Regions from separate parts of the Muntiacus reevesi genome. Here region 1 is linked to region 2. Evidence: chromatin contacts called from public Hi-C data. All regions are on one chromosome and are shown on one strand. Each heading gives the region's core, a stretch centred on a gene start, on an enhancer-like site or on the middle of the called end of the contact. The rest is flanking DNA. Distances are from core to core; before and after follow the strand shown. Region 1 holds the start of LYRM2 (LYR motif containing 2). Region 2 holds the start of MDN1 (midasin AAA ATPase 1).

What was found. A called contact is a pair of places that touch in the nucleus more often than the background predicts.
Region 1: a contact with region 2 is called in a Hi-C map of blood, with 2.1 times the contacts expected there. The contact joins the promoter of LYRM2 here to the promoter of MDN1 in region 2. A contact is called at or near these places in 2 of 3 Hi-C or Micro-C datasets (blood and muscle).

What each region holds. Positions count from the first base shown.
Region 1 is chr19:56,587,725-56,590,424 of mMunRee1.1, forward strand. LYRM2 (LYR motif containing 2) reads left to right here and starts at 1,327. Exons shown (of 3, transcript XM_065911706.1): 1 at 1,327-1,453; 2 at 1,949-2,089. The coding sequence starts at 1,409.
Region 2 is chr19:56,446,616-56,449,315 of mMunRee1.1, forward strand. It overlaps MDN1 (midasin AAA ATPase 1), which reads left to right and starts at 1,383. Exons shown (of 102, transcript XM_065911704.1): 1 at 1,383-1,645. The coding sequence starts at 1,544.

The sequences.
Region 1 (2,700 bases), core at 77-2,576, 140 kb after region 2:
ATTCTGAAAACAGAAGGCATATATGACAACAGCATTTCCAGTGTCTGGCTTAAGGGGATGTTTCTGGATGAAAAGAAGAAATAGTATAAAAATGTCTGTTCTCACGTTACTTTATAGATTAAGATTCTAAGATGATCTAAAGGAAAGTGACAAAACATCTGTAAAGGTCATACAGAAGGTTAATAGACACTTCCAAGATAATACAGAATAGTATTACTGCTTCATGAAAACAACAAAAACCTGGATGAAACAGCTGTAAGGGTTACTCAGACCCTAAAAGAATTTACCAAGACCATCACAAAGCCCAGGAAGATGAATGAGTGGTTAATAGTGCTGAAATTATAGTTTACAACTGGAAAAGAACTTATATCCCCAATATGCTATAAAACAAAATTCCAGGTGGAGTAAATATTTTAAACATGAGCAATGAAAATTTTTTAAGAATTAAAGAGAGAAGGTGAAATTGAAAAGAATCAAAATATAGAAAATAAAGACAGTGTGTAGTGACAAAGCTATATAAAAAAGATCAAAATTTTTGAAATATGGCAAACTGCATATAAAATTAGAATAAAAGTCTAGGTAGTCATAAAGGGACCAAAGTCATAACAATTCACAAAATAAGTGTAACTGAAAGTGACAAGGGATATTTCACTAATAGTTAAAAGGAAAAAAAAGTGAATTGTTAATTAGTAGACAAGTTTTCAGGCTTTGCCTGCATGCAAGAGACTCGGGTTTGATCCTTGAGTCAAGAAGATCCCCTGGAGCAAATGGCAACTCACCCCGGTATTCTTGCCAGGGAAATGACAGGGACGGAGGAGCCTGGTGGCCTACAGTCCATGGGATTGAAAAAGGGTGGGTTATGGCATCACCATTATTCACACAATGCCTGGTAGTGGCCATCAGGGTGCTTACATGAGCTCGTATCTGTTCTCAGGGCGCTACATACAATACTACAGTGACAACTCCGGTAGATGCTATCGTTTCACTTTAGAGATGAGAAAACAGGCGGGTACACACACACAAGTACACAACTAGGGCTAGGATTCCAAGTCAGCAAATCAAGTAGGGATGCCCAGGGAACCAGCCGGTAACTACTGAACATTTAAGGCCGTATTTTAATTCGGAAGTAGGAGGGATTCACTAACCTCTTCCAGTTAATACAAGCTAAGCGCCTACAGAGTGTACTGACCCGAGCACGCAGGAACCGTTACCCCATTTCTCTGAGGGAAAACAGGCGAAGACAAAGCGAAACTGCCTCGGGCTTCCCTTCGGACCAATGGAGCGCCGGGTTCTTCAGGGGCGCACGCGCAGCAGGCCGTCTCCCAGGAAACCGGCTTCGCCCCGCCCCGCCACCCCCACTTCCGCTCCTGCGCGCCGGGGCTTCGGGGAACCGCGCTGTCGGGACGACATGGCCACCTCCCGCCTGCCCCCAGCGACGCTGACGCTCAAGCAGGTACCAGCTGTTCTCGCGGGCCTCTCACGGCAGCACTTCTGGGTCTGAGCTCGATTCTCCACCGCTCCCTCCACCCCTCCTCTAGAGCGGGCCTGAGGGACGACGGGAGGAAGCCCCGAGGCGCGCCGCCCGCTGATTGGCTGGGGCTGGGGGCGGGGCCTCGCGCCGGGACGGAAGGCGCCGCGGGGCGGGCCGCTCTCGGTTCGCTGAGGCGAGAGGCTGGCAGCGGTCTGCTCTCCAGCCCGGCTACGTCGTTGCCTGCTGACGCACTGTAAAGACTCCTCTGTCGCTTGTACCCTTTAAGGGTTCCTGTATTTGACAAAGGAGTAAACAGTCCAAGTAAATTTCTTGCCGTTTTCTTAAGGGGAAAAATGGTTTTCTTTCCTCTTTTTAAAATTGAGGACCAAAAAAAAAAAATTTGAGGACCAAAGAGAAAAGAACCCACTGAACTCACGATTGTGCAGCTGTAATTGCGGTTTCTCCTCTCCTGTGCAGTTCGTAAGAAGGCAACAGGTTCTCCTCCTCTACAGAAGGATTTTGCAGGCCATTCGGCAAGTTCCAAATGATTCTGATCGCAAATACCTGAAGGACTGGGCAAGAGAAGAATTCAAAAGAAACAAAAGTGCCACGGAAGAGGTGAGACCAAGATCACTAGTGAGGGAAGACCCTGACCCTTTTGTACTGATTAGTGAGTGTTTTTTTTTTTGTAAGTTTATACGATATCTTGGAATATCTACTGAAATACCGCCAGGCTCCTCTGTCCATGGGGTTCTCCAGGCAAGAACACGAGTAGGTTGCCATGCCCTCCCTCTCCAGGGCATCTTCACAACCCAGGGGTCAAACTCTCTTCACTTAGGTCTCCTGCATTGGCAGGCGGGTCTTCACCTGGGATGCTTGATTACTGAGCTCTTATAAAACTTTAGTAGCTGTCTTGGAATATGTCACTGAAATGATATATCTTGATCATTGCTCTCAATTCACTGGTTTTTCACTTAACTGGTATTTTAAATTTTAAAGTGTTTGTTCTGTCTACACTCTACAGTGGCATCACCCAACTTTTCTGTTAAACCAAATATCTGCATGCACACACACAAAAAGAGATAAATATTACAGCATGGTGGTTTGGGAAGTATGTTTGGGATATATGAAAGCATGTCAGACAATGTACACCCCTGATGGTTAATTCTGGGCTTTCCTAAAGTACAGCGGTTCCAGTTCTCAGTATTAATTCTTAATTTTAACAGATG
Region 2 (2,700 bases), core at 133-2,632:
GGACCTTCCCAACTCAGGGATCAGAACCCCACCTCCTGCGTTGGCAGGCGATTCTTTACCATTGAGCCACCTGAGAAGACCTTGGAACACAGTACTTCAACATATATCCTCAATTTTAAAGAAAAAATCAAATAAACAAATTACGGCTTTTGTATCTATCAGAGTATCCACCACACAGGGGAAGATAATGAAATAGTTCCATCACCTTAGGAAGTGCCCTTAGGCCCTTCTCAGTCCAATACCCCCAAAAGCAACCACTGGTCTGACTTTGTCATTATTTTGGCTTGTTCATAAATGAATTTGACATAAACTTTTAATTTTATGTACTCTTCTACTCCACTCTTCACAGTGCCTTCAGAATATTCAGTGTCTTATATACCACTCTTTATTTCATTCCCATGTCAATGAAAATAATCAATAATCTATAAGAGAATAGAAACAAGTTTTATTTCAGCCAAACTAAGGAATAGCCCAGAAGCCAGCTTCCCAGATTACTCTGTGAAGCTGCTCCAGAGAAGCATGGGTTCCAGCACAATTTTATATCTTGTCAAAACAAGGAACATTAAATAAGGCATGGTTACAGTTCATCAAGGTTTAACACACACACACACCAGCAAGTATATGAGTCCGCATGGCCTTGGCACTTGGAAAAGGAAGTCTTATCATCAAAGTAGGACCAGCATTAGCCTCCCAGAAAGAAAGGCATTTAATCTTTATTTTTACCATAGACATTCTTTACTCCTTGTCAGTGCGCTCTTCTCTTTAATAATTAAAGCACATATACAATTTATGTTTGCTAGGCCACAAAGAGGCTATTTTCCTTAACATAAAATTCACCTTAACTCATATATAACCCAAAATGACTTTTCTGTATCTCAACACGTGAAAGTTTCTTTTATCACCCATCTTAACACTTATATCCAATATTTATAAAAAAAAAAAAAAAAAACTGCTGCAAGGGCTATCTATGCTTGTTACACTTGTGTGTGAATTTCCACAGGGCAACCGTCTAAAAGGGGGAATTGATGGGTTAGAGGAGGTAAATCTGCTTTTCATTCCTAGCTGATCTCTTTGCCTGCTGAGGCAGAAGGAGGCATGGCGGGCTGAGGATCGTAGGCACACGGCCCTAGGGGCCCCCTAGCTTCTCCTGAATTGCTGTCACGCCACTCTTTGTCGCCGTATCTCCCATCACTGTAACCGTTAGCCTCCACCAGCAAAAGCTAGTTCTGGAGGAGTCTATGCCGGAACTGTATAGACACTGCCGGCCCGCGTTTCCGGTGTCGAGGAGGCGGGGCCGCCATCGCCGGTCGGCGCGGTCGCGGGCTGATGATGCAGAGCGCCGCGGGCTGATGATGCAGAGCGCCGCGTGCTCCCCCCACGTGTGCTGCCGCCGCCGCTCTCTAGGTACCAGCCGAGCAGCGGCAGCCGCTTTCTCTGGAGACGTATTTGGTGGCAGTTCCGGCGCGGGTACCTCAGCGGCTTGGGGGTTCTTAGCGCGAAGCAAGGAGCGCCGGTGGCCGCCCGGGGCGGAGGACCCGTGATCATGGAGCACCTCTTCCTGGAGGTGGCGGCCGCGCCGCTGCGGTTAATCGCTGCCAAGAACGAGAAGAGCCGCAGCGAGCTGGGCAGGTTCTTGGTCAAGCAGGTAAGAGGAGGAGCGGGAGGGAAAGAGTTGGGTCGGCCCCACCACCTCCTGGCGCGTGCCCCATGGCCCTGCGCGAAGACGCAGGGGACCGGAGAGCGGCGTCTTGTCACTCTGGCCCGCTCCCCAAGGCTGGTCAGTGGCGGAGGCGTCCGAGCCCATCTGAGGAGCCTGGAGGGAGCCTTTTGTTTTTCTGTGGGAGAGTCTTCCCTTCTCTCCACCGATTTATTTCCTTGGAGCACCCTGGCTGTGTGCGCCAAACGTGACCTTCAGAGAAAAGCGTGGTTTTGGGGTTTTTTTTTTTTTATAATTGAGGTTGCGTGGTTGCCCTTTTGACGTTTGTATTACTTAAGCGTGCCGGGTCCAGCCACCTCTGTTAGCCTGGCTGGATGGATGTCTCCTTTCTGCCTTGTTCTGACTTTCCTGCCCACTGACAAGTATTGATTGTATTCCTGCTGGGAGTAAGACACAGTTGTGGCACTTTGCGGATACAGATAAACTCGTTATGGTCTCAGACCCCCAGGTATTTCGTGTCTATTTTTGGAGACGCTCATAAGCACAGACTACAACTGATGGGCAGAGCGAGACGGCGAGGGCATAACTCGTAAAGCCATAGGGATTATGAATTAGTTTTCTGGAAGATGGGTGCTCTGGCCTGTTAAGAGCCTTCTCTCGTTGACCACGCGCTATCTGAGTTGAGGATCCTTAGCACACATTTTTTTCACCTGGCATTTTAACTGTCTATTTTATGTTTCCCCACCACACCTGTGAGCTTGAGAGTAGGAGGAAAAAAAAAATTTTTTTTTTTTTCTAACTCCGGTATCTGGAACATATATATCCTATTGCTAAGGAAGAAACAGCACTTTTTCGGGTCTGGATAGACCGGGAGCTAACAGGAGAGGCATATCTGATGACAAATTGAACGTGTATAGCAAAGGGGAGGGAGTAGTGGAAGATATGCCTGGGGTTATCTGGCCTGTGATTTCCCCCAAGGAAGGGATCATTAACATTAACGGAGAGGTCTGGAAAGAAAACTGAGTTTTGATGGGCTGGACTGA